Linked DNA regions of Zea mays: regions 1 and 2 are each linked to region 3. Evidence: chromatin contacts called from public Hi-C data. All regions are on one chromosome and are shown on one strand. The core of a region is the stretch at or near the end of the contact, and the rest is flanking DNA. Distances in the headings are between cores, read along the strand shown.

Region 1 (3,770 bases), core at 766-3,265, 200 kb after region 3:
CATGCTTGTGTTAAAGTTTGGCAAGAAATTGAGTGTATAACATGTGAATCAAGGTGCTAAAAAGTGTGGCATACTATATCTGTAGCAATTAATCAAACATTTGCCTTTAAAACTACAATATACATGCGACCGGCAAATTTATGGGGTTTACATCCAAAAGAGAGCTCCTCACTAGCGTGTATCACCAAGCCATGAAAATGACTCTCTTTGGTGTCTTAGTAACTCTTTAAATAATAACCAACTAAATATGTCATTACTCAAATAACTCTCTAAATGATGTTCCAAAATTTAGATATGCTCTTAAGACCGGTTCCAACATGACTCGATATTTGATCGCTAGCGTGGCGAACCAGGTGGTCACTATCGACCGAACCGGTCGTAGCGCCGGTCGGCGTCCGATTGGTTGGTTAGGCTGCTAACTGGGCGGTCCGAGCGATACCGACCACGTTGGAGATCACATGGTCTGTATCGATTGGTTGGTATCGACCGACGTGTTAGGGCCACGGTCGAAACCCACCGAACATGGTCGATACCACCCAACATTTGGACAGATGTCAACATCTCATTAGGCCATACAATTTCAAGCGTTTGAATTTGAAAAAAATACTGAACTCACACCCTATAAATAGAGGTCCTTATCTTCTTTGATCCATATTCATCTTTCCTCCTTTCACGTATATTCACCCACGTTCATACAGTTCCATCTCCATTTAGACATGAATTCGATGTGGAGTACCAACTACAATACCTTTTGCGTTCATCGATGAACCGGTTTCTATTGTATCACATGAGTTAATCTCGTAGCGAGTACAAGAACATCATGTGCTACAATAGAAACTAGTTCTTGAATGTAATCAGTTTCTATTGCACCACATGAGTTGATTTTGTTTTTTTGAATTTCATGAACGTTCCTTATTTTTTGCAGTATTGTTTTTTGGAATTAGTTATATATTCTTTTTACTGTTTTTTCTCGTTTACGATATTTGAATTAAAAATTATGTTTTATTGTACATCGAGTATGTAAAAATAAAAGCTGAGTGTCGTTGATATGGCTGTAGGATGATGGTATAGATTGTGCATTAAAAAGTTATGATCGATAATGATGTTATAATAGATACAACTCTTTGGAACCCGGGTTGAGGGTATCTAGAGTCATGAACCTTACGCACCGAGTTAGAGTAAACTATAGAGTAGGAAAAGAATAACGGTGAGCGTTTCCGGCCACGGTAAAATAGGGGCGGGCATGAAGAACGTCATTTACAAAGTGCCTATTCCTTTATTCTATATTGCTATGTGAGTCTTTGATTCCATATGGCAGCTAGTGGTGGTAATGGATCACAATCTAAATTCTTCTTCACAAAAAATTAGAACCCTTAATTAATTTTAGTTCAAAAACGAATAGGAATAGAGCTCGATTCTAATCTGACTCAATCCTTAAATTTTATAGTGTAAAATCTAGAGCCTATTACCACCTCTAATGGCTGCACCATGTGTCACTATGTGCAAAAAACGTGAGGAGGTAGTTATCCGGGAATGGAAGGGAATTGCAAAGAAATGATATAATATGGGGTAGTTGTTATAGGGCTGAGATATGGAGTAAATATGACTATGAGGGATTGTGGTATAAAGTAAAGAATTTCATTGGTAAGGATAAAATATTCTTTTTATGGTAAAAATTTAGAGTTGTTTAAGTCCGGACAATCTGATGCATTGAATGTGACGTGGCTGAATTTGATGGCTAAGATCATGTTCGGAAACAACCTAGTTTTTAAAATTTTAGTTCTTATTTTTAATTTTTAGAAAGTTGTTTATGAAAAAAACTAGTTTATAAAGTTTGAAACCACCTCAATTTTTATAAACTAGCTTTAGTTAGGAAATGCTAGCTTGCTGATTTTTAAGAAACTAGAAAACCAATTTTTATAAACTAAGATATAAATTAGTATGTTTATAACCACGTTAAATATCTTAAAAACTAAACGAGGCTTAAGATGCACGCGTGGACGGTGGGATCTTCCGGTGGTCCAGCGACGTTTGCAGGATGCACCCACATCACGGCTGTAAAATCCGCTGCAAGTCCGTCGATTGTTGTTTTATCTTTCCTCTTTCTCTATCGAAAACGGAGCGCCTGATACGATAGTAGCAGCACAGCTAGCTCTCCTCCCCAGAATCTCGCCGGATTCCGCCCCCCGCCGCGCCCTCGCTTCCGCCGCAGGTGAGCGCTCGCTGACCCTTCGTCGCCCGAGTGGCGGCCTTGGGGTGGCATCTCGAGCCCCGGCGTGGCGGAGGGAGCTTACCCCTGTTCGTTTGGCTCTTTCAGGTTCGCGTCTGTGCCCGCGCGTGTTGTACTACCGGCGGACGGCGGTGTTGGTGGTGGTTGGTGGAGTTGCCGACGACGGTAGGCTATGGACTACCGGCCCTCCGACAGCAGCGGTGAGTGCGGGGAGCTCGAGCCCTTGCCCGCCTCCTTGACTAGGGTTCTACTCCTATGGTTTCGCTTTCTTCAGCTCCTTACTAGCGAATGCCAATTCCTTGGCTGTGAATATGAGTGGGCTACAAGGTCGCGTCCTCAGTGTGGTTGGATGGATTTTGGGGGCTAGGGTTTGAACTTGCCTGACGGGAGGACTTTAGGGTTAGAGTTATCCGGAATTCACCTGTTTTGGGGAAATAGTCAAACGTCGTTGGATGTTGTGGTGAACTATTGCTTAGGAATATTGGTTTCTGCATTAGTGAATTGAGTTTCTCATGGTGGATTTGGGTGGTTTCTGTATAATTTTCAGTTTTTGGGATCACGAAAATACAAGCTGCCAAATAAAACTGCACGATTTCCTTCATATGGATTGAATTTGTCTGTTTCAACCTCATTTTTTTTCTGGACAGCTGGAGATTTAATGGGGTTTTGCTCTCTTGGTTCCCTTTGTTTCTGCAAAATTGAATTATGTATCCAATGGCGAACATTTGATATATGGGGCTCTTTGGAGCATGGCACTCTGGTTGTTCTCATGAGAAATTTGTGTCTGTACAATACCTGGCTTTGTGCACGCTGATAGTGTCTGCAGTTTATATGTTGCTGAAATGCCTATTCAGTTATGTTTCTGAAATTTAATTCGGTGTTGAATGGGTTTTATGGGCTTGACTCAATTAAGTCCCTGTTTGCTGTTTGGTATGGCTCTTGGGGGCGCCGGCTCCTCCTCCCGTTCACTGTAACGCAATTTTTGCTACTATAGCAAGCAGCTGTTTTGCTTACTGAGGCAAAAAATGAACTAGAAAGAAGAGCTGAATCCGTGCTACAGTATTCTTCTGTGGCAGAGCTGGAGCTGTGCCAAACAGCCCTTAAGGATTTACCACCTTAGTATTTGGGTTTGTAAAATGACAAATTTTTAGGTGCATTACTTCATTTAATATTTATTTTTTGATTAGCAGCCAAACCATGCTTGCATAATCTTTAGATGTCTATAACAACTTAAGCATTAGGGTCATAAATTTCATGCCCCGAGCTTAGAGCCTGATTCTTTAGCTTTCATGTTCTGGGACGAATGATAAGTGCCTGTCATGATGTCATCTCCAAATAGCCAATGTAATAAAGGGATTGCAGAGAAAATTGGTGAAGTACCTGAAGTTGCCAATCTGGTAACTGATAATATCTTGTTATATTGCTTATTGCTAGCCTGTTTGCTTGGCTTTAATCCGTACCGACTTCTACTGCTTCTACAGTGTTTTTGTCTCTATGGATTACAGCTGCAGCAGTCCAAACAGCTGGCTTTAATCCAATG
Region 2 (4,268 bases), core at 182-2,681, 130 kb after region 3:
CCGCCTCGCGCCGACCCATCTGGGCTGGGACACGCAGCGACAATTTACTCGTCGGTCCAGGGACCCCCCAGGGTCGAAACGCCGACACTTATATAGCTTGCCGGAGATAGCCTTAGATGGTCCAAATTTTAATGTCTATATAATCGTATGACTACGTAGTATTTCTTTCGTGATACATCTTTCTTCCTTTTCTTTTTAACTCTCTTATCATGTCACCAGAGCATTTTAAAGAGACTAATCAAATGACTCGTTAAGTCAAATTTTAGCTACTTAACAGTAAGATAACTCTCCAATAGACTAGCTATCCAACTCGTCAAGCCATCTAGCTCTCTAAATTGACCCCTCCCTAGCCAACTAAACTTGGCTAGTCACTCCGGCTAGACAAACTAACTTATATGTTGAAGAGTCCGTTAGAATAAGATGCTATATATAGAGTGTAATTTTTATAAATAGTTAAATAGAGAGTTCCTCGGAGATGTTCTATTCCAAGGTAACTTGACCCTGTTTAAAAAAAATCCTTTCACCATCTCTATTCATTCTCCCCACATTTCTCCCCCTATATATACTTTTTATTATATTTTACTACATTATTTTAAAAGATACTTCCCTACATATAGGACATCTTCAACCATTACCTCTATATTATAATTCAGTTATTTGCCATTTTTCATTAATTTTAAAGTTTTTAAAAATTATAGATTATTTTACTACCCTAATACACATTATTATCAGGTTATGATACTTAAATGGATTAATATCACAAAAATATAAATTAACTAAAGTGTGAGAAGAGATTAAAGGTTCCATATATAGAGGAGCAACCTTTCTCACCAATACGGGGTCTGATGTGGCCCGTGGGGATTGTTAGGCTATCCGCACTCATACTACCATATTTTTGTACCCTAAAAGAAATATTCCATCCTAGCCAACAAGGTTTTCTACTCTATCCAACAATTCTCTGCGGTCACAATTACTCTATATATCTACCCTATACCAACTACCATATATTATATTATATTTTCCCCACTTTTCTATACCGTCAGCAGCATGTATGTGTCTGTGCCCACCTCCACCACCGCCGTCTACAACATGCATGTATAGCCGCCCGCTCGATTTACCACAGGGGAGCCGGAGCGCTGTATTTAGCGTCGGAAGGGTAGGAGAGAGAGAGTTAAGTGAGGCATAGGGTCGTCCAGTGCAGCCTTCAGTTAACTGTAAAAAAAATTTAGTTGCTTTTCCAATCACCCATTACGGAGAGAAGGTTTTCCACTCCAAACGTCACCTTACGGTTTTGTTTTGACCATAATCCACATGCGTTGAGATATATTGGAGTGTAAATTAGTTTAAATTACATTTGAATTCATCTTAATACATGTGGTTCGTGGTCAAGGGCACCGTTGGAAAAGTCTGTGTCAACGGGAGATGAGGAAAGGGTATCCGCCGTGGATATAATTGGGTAAGCCAGAAGCCAAAGCACCAGAAGATATACAGGGGGAGGGGTTCCTTTCTTCTCCCACCGTCGCTGCCGCCAGCTGCCCAGCTGCGCCTCGTCGTCAGAGGGTTCCCTTTCCTGTTCGATGTGACGCAGCCCCCCGCTGCGCCCCGACGGCGGCGGCCTCACCGGCTGGCGATGGGCACGACAAACTGAGACCTCCCTTTCCACCCAAGTTCTCTTTCCTCCTTCTCTCTCTCTCTCCCTCTCTCTGCGGAAGGTGGCGGTGCTGCACTCTGTTGGTACAAGAGTCTGGAGTGCAGTGCAGATCCACCCGGCCGGACCTGGATCGATATCTCCGTTTGTTGGTAAGCAACCTTGACCTCTTTGGTTGAATTGCTCTGCGGTCTCGTTTTTGTTATTCGTGAGATCTTCTGTGATAGCATACAATCAAATCCGAATCTTTGGTGGCGCTGCTGAACAAGCCTACTCTAATTCATCCATGTATGATCCCGTCAGGTTCTTTCCATCGTGCAGGTTCAATAAAACCAATAAATTCTGGGGTTCAACTGAACCCCCAATCCGAGTATAACGGCCACTCTGTGCTGCAAGGTTTGTCTAAGATTTTCGTGCAATAACGGCCATGTGGAGGCTCAAGCAGTTCATCCCCAAGGAGCAGCCCAGCCCCAGCGGCCTCGAGGGTCGGACGGTCGATGTTGGCAATGTCAAGGTGCACGTCCGAGAGGCCATTGCTGAGGGTGGGTTCTCATCTGTCTATGCTGCTCGAGACCTGGTAAACCCAGCGAAGCAGTACGCCCTCAAGCGCGTGATTGTCCAGGACGAGGAGTCGCTGAACCTGGTCCAGAAGGAGATCACGGTGATGCGGTCGCTCAAGGGGCACCCTAATGTGGTCACACTGGTTGCACACGCCATACTGGACATGGGACGGATGAGGGAGGCACTGCTGCTCATGGAGTTCTGCGGGAAGTCACTGGTTTCTGTGTTGGAGGGCAGAGGAGCAGGTTACTTTGATGAGGAGAAGGTGGCGCTGATCTTCCGGGATGTTTGCAATGCTGTCTTTGCGATGCATTGCCAGACGCCACCTCTTGCTCACAGGTGAGTCCACTTTCCAGTCAAGCAGTACACAGTGTTTTTTATGCAGTTGATGCTTTTGTGGTTGCTTTTCCATGGAACTGTTTAACAGCGTTAATCTATCTATGTTTTATGTGAAAACAAAATAGATGCAAGTTTGCCTTTTATACTGATTGAACATAACATTGCATCTATGTCATACTCACAGCAATGTTATACTGGATCAATTAACGAAATGCCAAACTTGCAAGTCGAATGATGTAACATAGAAAAGCATGTTGAATCAGCTCATGTTTGCTCTATAGCTGGCATCTTGGTTTGCAAACTAATTGCTAATGCATGATACCTTTTCACATCCTTGGGTGTTGTTCTTGATCGTTTTCCTTGGTCTAAGGCATTCAGGACTATCTTTGTTCAGTTGTAGTTTGCAACAGATAATTCTGTGTTTTCTTTTTGTCCTTATTGTACTGTTTGAAGTTGTACCCTCAGGGAAACTGCTATGCCAAGTTTCATTTCAGATCTCTATGACAGAAAATATAATTCATTTGCATTTGCAGGGACCTAAAGGCAGAAAATGTTCTTGCTGCTGATGGGGCATGGAAACTATGCGATTTTGGTAGTGTATCGACAAATCATAAGTGCTTTGATAAACCTGAGGAGATGGGCATTGAAGAAGATAACATCAGGAAGCACACTACTCCTTCATATAGAGCTCCTGAGGTTTCTATTGATTTTTCATGTTTTGAGCCCTTTCTTAGCCTGTTCTACATATTTACTACTATATGCTTGTTTACTGATTGCAGATGTGGGACTTGTACAGTAGGGAGGTTATCAGTGAGAAAGTAGATATCTGGGTAAACCAACTCTGCAGCTATGATTTTGCACTCTGGTTTTATGCAAATGTTGCCTATCATATTATTGAATTGCAATTTTTTTGTACTGATTAAATACTAATAGTGCCATGAGTTAACATTAGTGTTTGTGATTTTTTTACAGGCTCTTGGGTGTCTCTTGTATAGAATTTGCTACTTCAAATCAGCATTTGATGGAGAATCAAAGCTCCAAATACTTAACGGGAACTATCGCATCCCAGAATTGCCGAAGTACAGTTCTTCTATTACAACACTTATCAAAGACATGCTTAATTCTTCTCCAGATGCCAGACCGGACATCACACAGGCAAGGGCTTTGCTTGATTGGCCATTCACTTCCATGAACTTAGGTTGGTCTTAATTAGTGCATACACCATGAAACGAACACATAAGAGATCTTCTGTTTCAATGTTGATGATAAATGTTCTGTTTTAGGTGTGGTTCCGTATTAATGAGTTACTTCCATTGGAGCTGCAAAAGGATTTACCTGATGGATCTCCATCTGGATCAGCATTTGAATCTCACACTGCCACTGATGAAGGTTTGCTTATTAGCATATTAGCTTTTGTGGAGGAAATCATTCTCTGCTGTGTACCTGATTACTGTTTATCTAGTAGATTTATCTAGATAAATATTAGGAGGTGTAGGAATGTTGTTGTGTGGAATCTCATATTGTGTAAATAGAAAGCCGTCTGTTTTGTTAATTGCTCATATTGTTTCTCTACATCTTAAATTTTCCTTGGCCTGAAAATAATACTTCTAGTTTGTTCAATGACCTAAATTATTTGTTGCAGTATCAATGAGGCCACAGCAGATGAGTGGCTCTTCATCAAGAGAGAATATCAAGAATACCTCTCTTAGTGATTCTTCCA
Region 3 (4,048 bases), core at 1,078-3,577:
GAAGATGTGCTTGATCTTGATAAACCTATCTCCCTAAGCTTCCAGAATAATAACACCTACTTTTTGTTCTAAGGCAATACCTTGATGCGTATTGTAGTTGTGGCAAACAATCCAATTTTTTGGACAGATCGATTAAGCAAGACGCCAATAATATGAAGGATTATTGCTCCAACTCAATATACTACCTTTTCTGCATACCGAACATAATGCATAAGAGGATCCATACTAGTTGCAGAGTTCCCATAAGGCTAATACCTGGCTAAAACAGGCTAAGATGAATGTGGGTACAAATAGTGGTGTAGTGTCTAAAACAGCTAGAACTGACTATAGCGGTACCTATAGCCAGAGATTTGTTACCTTGATCCATACAGGACTACACAGTTTTCTAGAGTAGGGACAAAAGAATTGGGCACACTACACAAGGAGCTTTCCCCCTTTTTTCTTTTTCGGAAAACATAAAGAAACAAAAGGATGATTTTTGCTTCTGTTAATGATCACGCAAGAGATAAACCTCATATTTCAGATAACCTTCGAGAACATCTAAAAGCAGTGGACCACTTTCAGCACTCCTGCTCCCTTCAGCTCCACTTTTGTTAGAGAAGTCTTTCAGTTCATTCTTCCAGAAGTCCTTGGGCTGATATACAAACAAAACAGGGGAACATTAATGGATGTTTGCTTCCCGAAATGCAAAAAAGAAATATTAGGAATGGTCACCAGTTACCAGGTTACACTCTGGCAAGTAAACTTTCATTGTGTGACTTAATTGCGCCCACTCCAAGTATTCGCAAACAAGTGCAGTTAGTAACCTACCTGCAAGCAACAGAAATCCTAGAATGTAAAAATATTCCATGTTATGTGCAGCTTGCAAAACACATTGGTAAACTTAGTACTGAAAATCATTTAAGGTCAGCATAACAACCCTAAACATTTGAGATATCCTTGATGGGACTTAAAAACAACATAGACAATTAAACATTAACAACTAAATACATTAAGGGAATGCTTCTTTGAGTTGTCACTGGTACAGAAGCATTCAAATCAAAAGACTCATGCTAGTCATCAATCAGGAGAAAAAAAATGAGTATCTTTCAGGTTTAGTCCTAAATTGCTTGCTCAAACATGTCAGAATTTCCAGCGATGAAAAGATTATCATGCAGTAGAATATCAACCTTTGTCCTTCTGGAATATTTCAGAACTGTAGTATAAATTTTTATAGGTCAATATATGTGTGTATATGCATAGCCAGCATTAGAGACAAGCTTTCTCTCTCCCTCTCTTTTGTTTTGATAGCGAACCAGAGACAAGCTTTGGCTTCTGCGGGCATATTTGAAACAACCGATTAGTCAGCACATTCGAAAGGCAAACCTGAAGGTGAAGCATGCAGTTGCTTAGCCCGGTCATTACAGCTACCAAGCAAAGCAGGATTACCGCCATCATCATTCTCCATCACCCGATCCTCCTCTTCAATGGCTTCAAACACGCTTGCTCTTAGCTCAGCCTAGTCATGCAGCCAGAAACATCATCAAGAAAGGTGGCGGAAGCAGAAGTATGTGGCCATTATAACTATGTATTTATCCATGTTACACACAATCTTTTACAGCCCCCGCCCCACAACACACACACAAGAGAGCACTAAGAAGTGTAAGTACAGTAGTCACAACACAACACGAAATTTCCAGTAACGCAGACGTGTTTGCTCCTACTGTGCCAAGAATGAGCACACCAATTGGTGATGACAACTAGACCAACAAAATAATACGAGGTAAGTCTTTGCTTCAGCAATGTGAGAGCAATCTCATATGCTCCAAACGAGTTTTACCAAAATGAGCACACGAATTGGTAATGGCGACTAGAACAACAAACTGGACGAACGTGGTGAAAAAACTTTTCTTGAGCAATGCGTGAGCATTCTTCCATATTCCTAAACAAGAACCTACCCAACAGCCAAGGCGCTCAGAATGTGCACATTAGAAATTGGGGGAAAACATATGCGCGCATTTGGGGAAGGAAATTGCGGAAGCGAAGGTGTAGATCCCCAAACGGGAGGGCGGGAAAAGCTAGATCCTGGGGTGTGGGTGAGGCACCGGATCAATGAAGGGATGTGGAAATGAAGGAAAGAAGTGGTAAGTACGAACCCTAATCTTGGCGAGAACGCCCTTCTTCTCGAGGGTGCGGGTGACGAGCGTCTTCAGCTCCATCATCTCCCGGGCGTAGTCGTCCATCCCCGTCCGAAATGAAGCCTGGGGATGGCGAGCGGGAGCGCGGAGGAGCGGAAGAGGGAGCAGGAGCAGGTAGTTCTCCTCAAACAGCGAGAGAGAGGAGGGTGAAGGAAGATGGAGGAGCTCGAATTCGAAGATGGACACGAACGCGAGAGGTTGGGGAACGGGTTACAGGCTAGAGGTTGACTGACAGGTGGGTCCGACAACAGTACCTCTATCATGCAATGGGCATATATAAAATTTCATGATATTTAACCACACATGTAAAATATATGTAAAATCAAAATTATAGTAGTATGAATTAATCTAACATTTATTATCAACAATAGTCTTACTCTAGAGAATTTATAATCAATTGTCACCTACATATGTAAATTTGATCTCTTAACTCTGTGTTTGACCATGGGCAACTGCAAGTATAGGTGTACATTTGGGCCGCCCGGCCCGGTCCAAACTTGAAAAGGCCCATATTGTTTGAATTCCAGGCTAGCCCACGGCTCGGCCCGTAATTGCTTAAACGTGCCGGGCTCATTTCGGGCGGTCCGAAATTATAAAAGCCCGAAATTCACATCAAAGCCCGAAATTCAAAACAAATTTAATAAAACAAATAAAAGATAAGACAAATAAATTTGACAAAAGCAAACTTAATATTTGTATTAAGTTACCAGAGTTATGCAATGACTACCTCGTTTACAAATCATTTTGTTAAAAAGAAAAAGAGTATAATCAGCTCTATATAAAGTTCGCAAGTTCAGTTCATTATCTAATGTTCATAACAAAAATAAAATTATATCACATACTCTAATTCAAAGCTACAAAAAACATCTAACTAACATTATCTCTAGCTTTGTGTTCTTTATCAAATACATAAAAGTGTGGAATGAAGTATGATTTTAATAAATATGGGCATTTTGTGCCTCTATATGGGCCATTTCGTGCCTGCTTTAAACGGGTCGTGCTCGTGCCCGCCCATGTATAGGTGTACATTCGGGTCGTCCGGCCCGGCCTGGCCCAAGCCCGAAAAGGCCCAGCACGTTTAATTTCGGGCCGGCCCAGCCCAGTATTAAATTCAGGTCGTGCTGTGCCAGCCCACGGGCCGACCCCTCGGCCCACGGCCCGGCCCGTATTCAGCTAAACGTGTCGGGCTTTAAACAGGCGGCCCAAAAATAGTAAAGGCTCGAAATACAAAATTGGCCCGAAATACACATTTGGGCCCGAAAAACAAAACCGAGCCCAGAATACATAATTGAGCCCAGAATACAGAATCGAGCCCGAAATACACAAAAGCCTAAAATTGGAAACATACAATCAAATATGATCAGCAAACCAACAAAATAGAAGACAAACAATTTTTGACCAAAACAAACTTAATATTATTAGAGCTGTGCAATGACTGCCTCATTAAAAAACCCTTTGGTCAGAAGGGAAAAAGATTGCAGTTGTATTAGCTGATGCATTGTCCAAAGTGATGGAAAATACCTTATCAGACAATCCAAAATCAGCAATAACAGCTTTAACACGATCTGCAATATTAGCCCCATTATGAAACATCAATCAACCTCATACCAATTACCCTCTTTTCCAAAACCCAATCAACATTAACATAATGAGCAACCACACTAATATAATCTTCCTTAGCATTTCCAGACCAAATATCAGAAGTAAGAGCAACACATGAAACACTAGATTTCAATACATCTATTAGTGAAGTACGACTTTCATTATAAAACTTTACAAAATCTCTAGTGGTTGTTTGTCTACAAACAACAGTAAACCTAGGATTATGAGCATGTTTTATGTAACGTTCAAATGCAGCAGTGGAACCAATA

What was found. A called contact is a pair of places that touch in the nucleus more often than the background predicts.
Region 1: a Hi-C map of tassel shows a contact between it and region 3, with 1.9 times the contacts expected there. The contact joins the promoter of LOC100284576 here to the promoter of LOC100193953 in region 3. A contact is called at or near these places in 3 of 25 Hi-C or Micro-C datasets (ear, leaf and tassel).
Region 2: a contact with region 3 is called in a Hi-C map of ear, with 2.1 times the contacts expected there. The contact joins the promoter of LOC103649016 here to the promoter of LOC100193953 in region 3. A contact is called at or near these places in 4 of 25 Hi-C or Micro-C datasets (ear, endosperm, leaf and 1 more).

Annotation. Positions count from the first base shown.
Region 1 is chr2:158,418,460-158,422,229 of Zm-B73-REFERENCE-NAM-5.0, forward strand. It overlaps LOC100284576 (ENT domain containing protein), which reads left to right and starts at 2,016. Exons shown (of 11, transcript NM_001157471.2): 1 at 2,016-2,212; 2 at 2,318-2,430. The coding sequence starts at 2,403.
Region 2 is chr2:158,351,513-158,355,780 of Zm-B73-REFERENCE-NAM-5.0, forward strand. It overlaps LOC103649016 (probable serine/threonine-protein kinase DDB_G0276461), which reads left to right and starts at 1,432. Exons shown (of 8, transcript XM_020548429.2): 1 at 1,432-1,800; 2 at 1,952-2,548; 3 at 3,082-3,244; 4 at 3,328-3,378; 5 at 3,521-3,703; 6 at 3,832-3,937; 7 at 4,191-4,268. The coding sequence starts at 2,076.
Region 3 is chr2:158,217,157-158,221,204 of Zm-B73-REFERENCE-NAM-5.0, forward strand. LOC100193953 reads right to left here and starts at 2,328. Exons shown (of 8, transcript NM_001359358.1): 1 at 2,136-2,328; 2 at 1,366-1,498; 3 at 722-810; 4 at 512-634. The coding sequence starts at 2,222.